Regions from separate parts of the Mus musculus genome. Here region 2 is linked to region 1. Evidence: chromatin contacts called from public HiChIP or PLAC-seq data. All regions are on one chromosome and are shown on one strand. The core of a region is the stretch at or near the end of the contact, and the rest is flanking DNA. Distances in the headings are between cores, read along the strand shown.

Region 1 (6,408 bases), core at 1,640-4,139:
GGATGGATGGATGGATGCATGAGATGGATGGATGGATGGATGGAGGGATGCATGGAGGGATGGATGCATGAGATGGATGGATGGATGGAGGGATGCATGAGATGGATGGATGGATGGATGGATGGATGGAGGGATGCATGAGATGGATGGATGGATGGGTGCATGGAAGCATGTTAGGTAGTAATGTCTCAACTGGGAGAGTAGAATCAACAGATTTGTACTTCTGTAATCCCAGCTCTTCAGCTGATACCCACATTTACTGTTCTTGTGAACATAGTTTAGTGAAGGCAAAACTGTTCCTGCCTTCCTGTTTTCTTAATGAAATGAGCCACCTTCATTCATAACTTCCAGGAGTAAGAACTAAAGGATACCTCGCTGACAAGGAACACCATCTCTCTTGGCTTTCAGTTTTAGCCTCATCTCTCCTGTGCTGTGTTCTCATCCTTTTCTAGGAGGAAAACAATGTGGTCCATAACCAGAAAGTAGAGATTCTGAGAAAGATGTTACAGAAGGAACAGGAACGGCTGCAGGTAAGGAGGTAGCCTGGGCTCTTCGTAGGCCAGAGGACCTGGGAGGTACTTGCCCATAGTCAGTGGATAGTCTGTCCCGTGCCAGCGGCTGTTGTGCTAGCAGTGGGTCTTTTCTCCACCTGACATGGATAATTAGTTTCTAAGGTGGTGTTATAACTTTCAGTTGCTGCAGGAAGATTACAACCGAACGGCTACCCAAAGATTGCTCAAGGAGATCCAGGAGGCCAAGAAGCACATCCCGCAGCTGCAGGAGCAGCTGTCCAAAGCCACGGGCTCTGCTCAGGTAGTGGCATTATTGAAAGTTCTGCCCAGTGTTTGCAGAACTTCTGGGATTGGGTCAGAGTATGTGGTAGTTTCCCTTTGAAAGTGATGTTTTTAGCAAAGGATAACAGGATGTTCTGTGTAGGATGTTACAGATGTAATGATTAACAGAAGTAAGTGTAGGCTTCCGATTGTTTGCTTGTGTTGGTTCCATTGAAATTTAGGAGAGTTGAGTACTTTTGATTTGCTGTGACAAACCAGAAATGTAGTTAAAAGTAGCTATACTTTTGTGGTTCACACTGTCACAGTGACAACTGATAATGTTTTTTAAAGAGGGATGTGAAGTTTTTGCAAACTAAAGGGCATTGTGGCAAATACATGGGCAGGCATTCTATAGTATCCTGAAGCTACTGTTGATCTCCTCTGTTTTACAAATGTACTTAAGACTGACTGCACAAAAGTGTAAGACTTGAGGTCAAGACCAGGCATAGCATAGCACTGAGGCCAGGGGAGGCAGAGGCAAGAGGATTGCACCTTAGAGGCCAGCCTGGGCTACAAGGTAAGAGACTGACTCTAGGAAAAGAAAATGAGAGAGATAAAGAAATTCTGAAATCCAAACTCATTAAGATCTCGAAGCTTCAATATTTATTTTTCTTTTATAGGCAGGATGTCACTTTTATAACGCTTCCTGGCTTACCCTTCCAAATGCCAGGATTACAGTTGTGCCCTGTCATAAGTGTACATTGTCATAGTCTTTGTTTTTCTTCACGGATGCAGAGTCTAACTGTATCTTCCTGACTAGCCTCACACTTGGCTATGTAGCCCAGGCTGGCCTTGAACTTAGCTCAATCCTCCTGCCTTAGGCCCCTGAGAGATGGAATCGTAGGCATATGCCATGTCTGTCTAGTTTCATATTTCTGGCCTTAGTGACCCTAATTTTTATTGTAACTTTAGGCCAGGTTTTAGTAGAACTTGCTCTAAAGGCAAAGTTATGGAGGTGATATACTAGAGGTTAGAAACCTCAGCCTTAATGTCAGCCGCACATCCTGTAATGTTCCTGTTGAGATCCACACAGCTTCCTGTATTTCATTTCAAAGGAATGTGGGTGACTGGCCCATGCTTACTTACCTTTTGCCTGTGCGTGTAAGATGGGTAAAAGCTGATGAGTTGTTACCGTTTTTGAATTAGTAAAAGTCATCTTTACAGAACTGAAAAGAGTATTTGGAGACCATTTATCTTCCTTTGCTAATTTTAAAGTGAAATACTATTTTGTGGTTGGGAAAGAAGACATCGCTGAGGTTCTGTGATACAAGAGGTCTCCTGGTTTGGTGTACTTCATCACACAGTCTTTTGCATTTTGATTACTATGCTCCAGTAATGGTATCTGTGTTTCTGTGTGCATGCATGCATGTGCCCTTGTATGCACACACACACATATTTGGTAGCTTTGTGACTGAGGCTTGTGAATATTAGTCTGGCTATACCACTGAGCTATATTAGAAGCCTTTTATATTTTTATATTGAATAAAACAAGGAATTTACCCAATATGAACAGTGAAAATGTAGCTTTAGTAATTTACCTTTATAGCTTGTGACCAATATTGAACACTTTAATGAAACTCAGAAGCAGTGAGAAGGCATTTAAATAGAAGTAGTATAATAGTCTTTACTAATGGCAGACAATCTAAATGATGTAAGTTAATGCTCTTGGATATATATATGTATATATGTATTTGTGTATATATATGTGTGTGTGTGTGTGTGTGGGGGGTGATAGTTGCTTTTGTAACATTTCTTCTGTGCTAAAGCATTGCTTTCTCTATCTTTACAGTTGTTCATTTTAGGTATCTAGACCTCATAGTTGTTTATGCTTTTTACTTTAAGTACTTTGACCGTAAGTATTTTTAGTCATATTGGTAGCCAGCCCTTAACTGTATCCATGTAGAATGTATGGGCACTGTTCCCTTAACAGTCAGTAATCACCATTCTCTCCTATGATCGAGTCTGTATGATTCTTCAATCTGTTTTAGGACGGAGCTGTAATTGCACCCTCCAGGCCATTAGGTGATGCCCTAACACTCAGTGAGGCAGAAGCAGATCCTGGAGATGGCCTGTGCAGGACTGACTGGAGCAGTGGAGATGCTTCTCGGCCCAGTAGTGACAGTGCTGATGTAAGCTTTAATCTTTTCAATCGTATCTTCTTGTATTCTCCTCATGTCCCTTTCTTAAGCTATGTGTGTTTCCAATGTTGTCTTTTATAGTAAAAGTTTTTATATAGTAATTGGTGAACAGAAGTTCTGCACACTCTTCTGTGTGAGCTTGTAATTCCAGAGTTCACTTTTCCCCTAGGCATTCACTGCGAAGTGCTTCTTGTAGTGATGGAATTTCCCAGCAGGCTTCTTGTTTGTAGATAGAGAGGCAAATACTTGTGCTTTTTAGCTCAAATGAGAGGCCAACTGTTGGTGTCTTTAAAAGCATGTTAATATTCCAATTGTGGCCAGAATGACTCAGTCTTGAATCATGAGGCACTTTGCCATTACAAAGAGAAGCAGCCTTTATCCTGTTAGACTTAGTTACTAGCCTGGTTTTACTGACAGTTCTGTCCTGATTCACACAGAGACTACCAGATGGATGTATTTGTTCATAAAAACATGTTAGGTTCATCCAGGCAGTGGTGGCACACGCCTTTAATCCCAGCACTTGGGAGGCAGATGCAAGTGGATTTCTGAGTTCAAGGCCAGCCTGGTTTACAGAATGAGTTTCAGGACAGCCAGAGCTACACAGAGAAACCCTGTCTCAAAAAAACCAAACCAAACTAAACTGAACCAAACCAAAAACATGTTAGGTTGAAAATGATGTAGAACTATAGTTTCATGAATACTAAAAGCTAAACCAAGCTAAGTATTGTAGCACATAAACTTTAATCTTAGTACTTGGAAGGCAAAGGCAGCAGGATCTCTGTGAGTCAGAGGGTACCCCGGTCTAAATAGAGAATTCCAGGCTAGCCAGTGCTACATAGTGACTCAGGCTATCAGCATTGCTTATGTAACATTATTTTATGCATAGTCCTGGTGATAGAAAAGAAATAGGTTGTCTCTTTTAAGGACAATGAGGTCATAGTTTTGTATCTGTGGGCTCTGGAATCAAGTTAGTAAGTTGTGACTAGTGATGGTTTTAAGACAAGCACAGGACATTAGGTTTGTTGTGTATGGAAGAGATGCTGTTACATCTTGTGACTTGTGGGCACAAGTACTGGTGAGTTGTTTAAGAGGAGGGGAAACTGAGGCCTGTGCTCTAAGGCATTATCTAGGATACCTTTTTTTTTTAAAGATTTATTTATTTAATTTATATGAGTCTTCAGACACACCAGAAGAGTGCATCAGACCCCATTACAGATGGTTGTGAGCCATCATGTGGTTGCTGGGAATTGAATACAGGACCTCTAGAAGAGCAAGCAGCCAGTGTTCTTAATCAGTGAGTCGTCTCTCCATCCCTGTCTAGGCTAACTTTGAGGCCTGGCTTACTGGTTCCGTTTCTAAAGGAAGCAAAATTTGAGAACCTTTTTTGAAAGATGATGATAACCAGATTTTAGAACTTCAATTTTCAAGGAAATTTATAATAGCTAATATTGTTCAAGCATTATAATAATGTTGGAAAATTTTTTGTTAGTTAATTCTGAAGACAGCTTTGTGGAGTATTGCCATTGTCACATTATAAAAGAAGTTCTGAGGGCAAAGGGAGGTTGCTGGCTTGCCCACCTTATTCAGGCACTAAATGATTTGCCTCTACCTAGCTCCAGTGGACTGATCCTCTAAATATACACAAAAGAACTGACACATGAGAACATGGCATATTTTAAGAGAATGAAGGTTTTAGGGCAACATAGAATATCAGGAGTGAAAAGCTAGAGATGAAATGAGACAGACTGGAGGGCAGGTGTGAAGGCTCTCCCACTCATCCTGGCAGCACTGTTTCAGGAACAGTCTGCCCTCTGCCCTATGTATATTATCTGCCGTTTCATTTCCAGAGTATGGGCATTCAGACCAAATGGTATGGATTGGAAATTAGAAATTTATTTTGTATTTAAGGAAATATTAGAACCAAAACCTGTGCTTTCCAAATACAGATATATAAAATGGAGTTAATTGATGAGTTTGGAATTAGGCATTACAGCAAATTAATTCTGTTGTGTAATTGGTAAATATTAGAGTACATAGTATCCTAGTTTCTCTTGCTGTGATGAAGCACCAGTTGGCTTACACTTCCACATCATAGTCCATCATTGGAGGAAGTCAGGACAGGAATACAAGCAGGGATGGAACCCAGAGACAGGACCTGATGCAGAGGCCATGGAGAGGTGCTGCTTCCTGTCTTGCTGTCCATGGTTTGCTCGGCCTGTTTTGTTACAGAGCCCAGGACCTCCAGCCCAGGGATAGACCCACGAACAATGGCCTGGGCCTCACACATCAATCACTGGTTAAGAAAATGTTCCACAGAGTTGCCTACAGCATGGTCTTATGTAGACATTTTCTCAGTTGAAGTTCCATCCTCTCAGATGACTCTAGTTTGTGTCAAGTTGACACAAAACTCTCGGCAAGACAATTAGTAAACTGACAGAGTACAGTATTTAGGCTCTAACATGTATGTAAATAAGGAGCACCACCAGAAATGCACCAGTGTAGAAGACAGATTGGAATAAAGAGACAGGGGTATCAAAATACAAGGAGAGTGGCTTCTTAGGAATTTAAAAGATGAATGCTGAATGGATGACAGTCACCATTTAGTGAGTGTTCACTTTGTGCTGGAAGTTACACTAATGCCTTGAGATACTCTTTTTATTCTTAAAGTATCTTAAGTAGTATTGCCATTGTATAGATAAACTAAGACCAAATAACTAAATATTGTGAAACCCTGAGGAATAACCTAGTCCAGATTTATCTACTGAGCACATAGCAAACTTGTTTAATTCCCACAAGTGTCAGTTTGAGGTAAAAGTAGCTTATGAATTTCCATATTTCTTTGAACTGTACTGCAGTGAATTTGGAAGGATCAGTCTTCTTTTGAGTTAGCATATTTTGCTTTTAAAATTTGTTATCTGTGTGTTTATGTCTGTCTGTCTGGTAGGCACACACATTTATATGTGCATATGGGTGCATAAAGCCAAAAATTGTCACTGGTGGTCTTTCTTCTATCGCTGTCCATCTTACTTTTTGAGACAGTCTTTACTGAACCTGAGCTTACCAACTGGTTAGTCTGGGCCGTCACGGGGCTCCCAGGATCTGTTTGTCTTGCCTCCTAGATCCTGGCTTACAAGTAGTCTGTGGCCAGCTTTTGCATGGATGCTGGCTGGGCTCCAGGATTCATACTCACGTCTTTATGGTTATGGAACAAGCACTTTGCTCACTGAGCCCTTCCCAGCTCTCTTCTCAGTTTTATAAATCAGTCTTCTAGTATTTGTGAGTTAAAAAATATAACTGGTTGCTCAGTTCCGTGAAGACTTAAAAGGATGTGACAAGCCAGTTTTCTCAGAAGTGCCTTACATATCATCTACAATTCAGGTTTTCTGATTTTCATTGTTTTAAATTTATTTTGAAAGTGCTTCAGAATGTCTACTCTA
Region 2 (6,078 bases), core at 2,302-4,801, 230 kb before region 1:
GATTCAACTGAATTTTTATTTTTAATCACAAAGTAAACATTGTATTGGCAATAGGAACTAGAAGTTAGTTGAGTCACTATTCCAAAACCACATAGCTAGACCTCGGCAGTCTCTTCTCAACTTCATCCTGTGTGACTCCCCAGCCATTGACTTGTGTGCATTTTGAACTTCCAGGCCTTGTTCATCTTTTAAAGGTCCAACTGATACCAGAAACACCCCAGCCTGGTCTCTTAATTCATAGCAACCCTCTTGGCTCAGCCTCCCCAGCCCTGGGGTTACAGGTGGAAGGCCCCGTCCCTGGTTTTGTTTGTTTTTGAGACATGTCTATGTAGCCCAAGCTGGCCTTCAATGTACAGTCCTCTGTGCCTCGGCCTCCCAAATGCGGGGTTATAGGGGAGCCATCAGGCCCAGCTTTCAGAAATCTGAAAGTTGTTCCCAGGGATCCCACAGTCATGATGGAGACAAGTCCCCTAAGATACTGGCGCGAGTGATCATAGTGGCTGAGTTCACTTCCACATCATGCCCTGGAGGTGGGAGGAATTCATGATGAACAGAGGGAGGAGTTACAGCCAAGAGGGCACAGGCTGAAGGCTCTCCCACAAGCTGTGGGCACCCACACTGGAGAAGGAAGGGCCTGGCCCTGCCCTGCCCTGCCCTACCTGCAGTATGGTCCTAGAAGCAGGAAGTCCACATTTAAGTCAAAGGGCACAGCGAGAGAAGCCTTTGCAGACCCCCAAGACAGCCAGCAGCTCTGAGAACTAAGGGTGACTCGCATGTGCCCAGCGGGCTTTGGAAGGTGAGAACTGAACCTTGGCAGTAAGATGGCCTAGGTGTGGCCCTAATTCTGCCACACTCACCTATGACTTTGGCCTAAAACCTGTGCCCACTTTCCTCCTCTGTAAAGGATGGCAAATAGCAGCCTGATTCCCTGGATATGGTGGAAATGAGTGCTCGCTCACCAGTGTTCACTCTGGTGCTCGGGAAACGTCAGCCCATTCGAGGCCTTACTCTTCTTACAGATTCTTTTGGATGAAACCATACAATTCCCCCAGGTCTCCCAGACCTCTCATTCTAGGGACCCAAGAGACCACAGAGGTATTAATTAGCAAAACCTCCAGACAGGCCCAGACGGAGAAGGAGCCTCGTTAACATTAATTGGTACCATCAGATCTTTGCCCGGTCAGGATAAAGCATTGCATGCTGGGTCAGACTCTCTGCCCTGGGGGTTCATAATCTACCCAAGACTGCTCACCCAGAGTGACTGAGGTGAAGTGGACAGACAGGAGCCCCCTTCCCTTTCTCACCTCTCATAGGGCCAGCATGTGAGGAGGACAGGGGGGATGGGGTACCATTGTGTATGAAAGGGTCAGGATTGTATTCTTGCTCTCAAGTGCAACCATGCTATGGACACTCTGCTAAGTCCCAATACTGGGGACAGTGCTTGAGAGGAGATGCCAACTTTATAGTGGCTCTCAGAATAATTTAATGATTAGAATACCCAGTCATGGGCAATGACCTCTGTATTTGAGATCCAGAAACCTTTGGTGTTGGGTATTGAACTCAGGGCCCTACACATGCTAAGCACATGTCCTACTGCCCATTTCTACTCTTGACCACCAGCAATGTGTTTTATAGGTTTTGTTTTCTTTTGTTGTTATTTTGTTCAGGTTTGGTTTGGTTTAGTTTAGTTTGGTTCAGTTTTTGACACTGGGTCTCACCCTGTAGCCCAGGCTGTCCTTGAACTCTTAAGGGCATCCCCTCCTGCCACAGCCTCTGAAGTGCTGGGATTTCAGGCGTGAGCCACCATATCCTGCTTTGTTTTGAAACAGCATCTTCATAAGCAGACGGACTTCAGATCCTCCTGCCTCAGTCTTCTGAGTTGCCAGAGTCTGCAGAACTGTACTTTAAATGACCTAGGATTGGTCAGTGGGTAACTGTGCTTGCTGGACAAGCATGAGTTTGGATCTTCACCATCCACATAATAACAAAACAAGACCTGGGTATGCACACCTTTAATCCTAGCACTCAGGGGGCAGAGGTCAAGGCCAGCCTAATCTACATACTAAGATCCTGCCCAGCAAAAAACAAAAGACAAAAAGCAAAAACAAAAGACAAACAGAAAGAACCTTAAAACTAGGCACAGCAGCTTACATCTGTATCTCCAACTCCTTCAAGGGACAGACAGGCAGAAGTCCTGATGTTTGCTAGCTAGCCAGACTATCTAAAACAGCAAGCTCTAGGTTCACGAGAGACCCTGTCTCAAACATTCGGTGGAGGGATCATCGAGGTGACTCAGCAGACAAAGGTGCCTGCCACTAAGCCTGATGACCTGCGTATAATCCCTGGAACCTACCAGCTGGAAGAAGAGAATCGTCTTCTGCAAGTTGTCCCCTGACCTGCACATACATGCGTGCATGCGTGTGCTCCTACACACACAAACAACACGTCAACATAAAAGGTAGAGAGTAATAGAGGAAGACTCCTGGTGCTGACATCTGGACTCGGAACGAGTGTGCCCACTGGCACATACACACTCACTCACACCTGCCCCAATGCAATAAGAATAAATCAGTTACATGGGAATGACGTCTGTCCACAGTCAGTGCACAGCCATGTACGAACTCAAAGAATGTCGGTGTGTGGAAAGGGGAGGGGGAGAGTGAGTGGCAGCCAGGTGTGACAACCCATACCTGTCCTGTCATCTTAGCTCTTAGAAGGTGGAGGGGCTCAAGGCTAGCCTCAGTGACTATCATTCAAAGCCAGCTTTAGTTAGGCAATACCTTGTTTCTGGTTTTTGGGTTTAAAAGCAAGTAAACAAGAAAGAAAGCCCCGTAAGTGGGTGAGGCTTAGCCTAGGGTAGTGGATCAACCCTATAATCTCATTGTTCTAAAGACTGAAGCAGGAGGATCACCATGACTGGAAGATACACAGTGAGTTCCAGGCCAGCCTGGGGTACAGTGTAAGACTGTCTCAACAAAACAAAGCAATAAGAATCTGTGAATGGTTATGCAGGATTTAGACACAAAGCCTGCCTTCTTGCTACACCTTGTGGTGCATACATACCCTGGAGGCTGAGGCAGGAGGATTATACATTAAGACCAGCCTGGGCAATTTAGTAAGGAAGTTATCTCAAAACAAAAATTAAAGTCTTAGAATGGCTCAGTGTTAGAACCCTTGCCTAACATTTGGAAAGTCCCAGGTTCAAACCCAGTAAGGGAAGTGGGAAGATTTGCTCTCCTTCAGAAAGTTGCTTCCAAGGAGAACATGGACTCTTCATCTCTGGTGCATTTCCTTTAGTGACTGGCACTAAACATTCACTATTGGCATTGCAGATTGTTGTCTAAATTCTAGAAGTCTCAGCCCACACAGAAGAAACTCCGGAACATGACTTCTAACCTCACTTCTATAGGAGCTCAGAGATCCCCAAAACTTCTATTTACAGGAAAATGCCAGTCCACCCAAAGGCTTGTGTCTGATTTCCAGAGTTCTCCGCCAGAGCACTCTTTGATCTGTGAGTCACTGTTACTGGCACAAGCTGGGAAAAGGTAAAGGAGGCATAGGGGAGGGTTTGTGCCCTAGGGAAGGCTGCCTGGGCTCTGCCCCCGGGGCCAGGAAGCCAAGGTTGGCCCAACCCAAGGTCTTGAGTTTGAAAGCTGTGTTGGTTAGCTTCATGGATGGAGAGGAGTCAGATCTGGGCTCAAGGTCTCATGCCCCCCACCCCCCCACACACACACGTTTCATAGCGCGACCCTGGGCACACGCCTTCAGTTCTTCGAGCTTCTACATCCTTACCTATTAGACGAGCAATTCTACCTGCACCTGGGGATTTACAAGAATTGAGAGAGAAAATGAAGGCTGGCAAGATGGCTCAGCGGGTAAAGGCATTGTCACCAAGCCTGGCAACCTGAGTTTGATCTCTAGGACACACAGTAGGAGAGGGCTGACTCCCAGTGCTTTCCTCTGACCTCTGTGCTCTTACTGTGCACACACACACACACACACACACACACACACACACCAAATGTAATAAGCAAATTTAAAAAGCAAAATAATAAAGTGAATCTATCTTCCAGGCTCACTGTTTAGCAGAGTGTAAATCCTAGCATGATTTGTCGCTGTCTTATTTTAATACATGGAATATTTAGAGGGGGTGATTTGGAATTCCAAGTAGGACACACACACTCACACACAAACAAACACACCACACACTTTTATACACACACAGCGGGAGTTTGGCACTGTGGCACACAACTGTAATCCTAGCACTTGGGAGATAGAGATGTCATAAGTTCAAAGTCATTATTAGCTACATGATAAATTCAAACAAGCCTGATACAAGAATGAGGAACAGGGGAAGGGGAGTTGGGGTGGGGCTACAATCCCAGCTTCCAAGAAACAGAAGTGGGAGATACAAGGTAAGGCCAGCCTAGTCTATAAAGTCAGACCCTGTATCTAAAGAAAAGCACACAGTCTACATCAACGCGGGGACATATGTGTTTGAATTAATATTAAAGTCAAGCATGGTGGTTCATAACTGTAATCCTAGTGTTTGGTAGGAAAGGTGGAAGTAGGAGGGTCTTTCTAAGTCTGGGGGCTACGGAATGAGTTCCACGTCAGCCTGGCTTAGAGTGAGATCCTGTCCAAAAAAAAAAAAAAAAAAAAAGAGGAGGAAGGGAAGGAAGAAAGGAAGGATGGGGGAAGGAACAAGTTGAAAAGAGAAAGAATATTGAGAAAAGCAGAGCAGAAAATATAGAGCTGGCAGTGTTAATTTCCTTAAAGCTACAAAGTTCAGAAGATAATTTGAAGTAAATATTTGTCAGGTATTATTTTCTCTCAAATGACCTAAAATCATTATACACATTTAAAAAAAAAAAAACTTTATTACTGTTAGTGTTGGGATGGGGCTGTTGCATGCAAGTCATGGCCGAGTGTGGGGGATCAGAAGGCGACTTTCAGGAGGAGTCAGTGTCACCTTACACCGCTCAGGCTGTCTGGCTTGTGCAGCCCATTTGCCTTGCTGAACCTCCTTGACTGCCAGTATTTTTTTTAGGGGTCTGAATAGGCAGAACACAGAGGGTTTGGGAAGCAAAACCATGTGGTAGTGTAATGATGCCTTCCGCAAACCCCACAAAATGTATGCTGAGAGCGGCTGTAATGGAAGCCGTGGACTTCCAGTGATAAGGGCATGTCAACACAGGCTCATTCACTAGCGCTCAGCCAGGGAGGTTTGCGCAATCGCAATGGGGAGGGCGGTTGGGGCAGGGGGCCACTCTACCCATGTGGATGCAGAAGGACTCTTAAAAAAACATAAAGTCAATTTGTAAAATGTTCTGGGTTTTGGTGGCATTAAGGAGGTGGAGGAACCTTATCAGGAGTAAAGGAAGAGAGAGAGAGAGAGGAAAGAAGGAAGAACAGAGGGGGAAAGGATGGGGTGTGGGGGGAAAGGAGGGAGGGAGGGAAGGAGGGAGGGAGGGAGGGAGGGAGGGAGTACCTGAGAAACTGAGGTAGGAGGACTCTGCTGCAAACTGAGAGCCAGCCTGGGATGCTTGAAACATTGTCTCTCAGAAAAAGAAGGAAGAAGAGGAAGAGAAAAAGATAAAGATAGCCAGAAGTGGTTTTGCAGTGACTGATTTGGGAAAGGGTGCTCCTTCCTATCAAAGGAGGAAGTGGGCCCTCATCTGTCCTCTCTGTGTCAAAACCTTAAAGTTGAGCCCCAGTGATAGCATCAATCAGATGGCAGCTGGAGATTCCAAGACCCAAGGACCCATGGTTGCTGCAAGAGGAAGAAGACACATAGATGGCACCTCTCCAGGCCTGGCCGGCTCATGCTGCGACCTCTGGTAAAAAGACAGGTCCTCTCTCCCAAGATAGGACCTGTTCATGGATTTTGCAGGAGCAGTAAAACTGGCCTAAAACTCCACATGCTTTTTTTTTTAAATAAATTAAATAAATAAACAAATAAATATCCTCAGGGCTTCATTGTGAAGTGTACTGGCACACTGAAAATGTCACAGCATGCAGGGTGCCCACACCCTTTGCCAGATCGATCCTCCGGCATCGGGAGGACTTGTTGAAGGT

The links. HiChIP or PLAC-seq counts read pairs in DNA pulled down with a chosen protein or histone mark.
Region 2: a contact with region 1 is called in an HNF4G HiChIP or PLAC-seq map of pancreatic cancer cells. The contact joins two enhancer-like sites. A contact is called at or near these places in 3 of 115 datasets of contacts at active chromatin or transcription factors (fibro-adipogenic progenitors, pancreatic cancer cells and trophoblast stem cells) and 3 of 9 other capture datasets (adipose tissue, liver and pancreatic islet).

What each region holds. Positions count from the first base shown.
Region 1 is chr9:43,012,457-43,018,864 of GRCm38.p6, reverse strand. It overlaps Arhgef12 (Rho guanine nucleotide exchange factor (GEF) 12), which reads left to right. Exons shown (of 41, transcript NM_001359232.1): 9 at 453-530; 10 at 694-813; 11 at 2,822-2,962. Among named protein-coding and RNA genes, the nearest start is that of Gm36648, 68 kb to the right of the region's middle. Within about 2 kb of position 2,889, at least 65 of the 459 cell types and tissues checked have an H3K27ac peak or open chromatin away from gene starts, as enhancers often do. A contact at or near this core is called in pancreatic cancer cells, where this site is marked.
Region 2 is chr9:43,245,999-43,252,076 of GRCm38.p6, reverse strand. No RefSeq gene overlaps it. Among named protein-coding and RNA genes, the nearest start is that of Oaf, 9.2 kb to the right of the region's middle. Within about 2 kb of position 3,551, at least 15 of the 459 cell types and tissues checked have an H3K27ac peak or open chromatin away from gene starts, as enhancers often do. A contact at or near this core is called in pancreatic cancer cells, where this site is marked.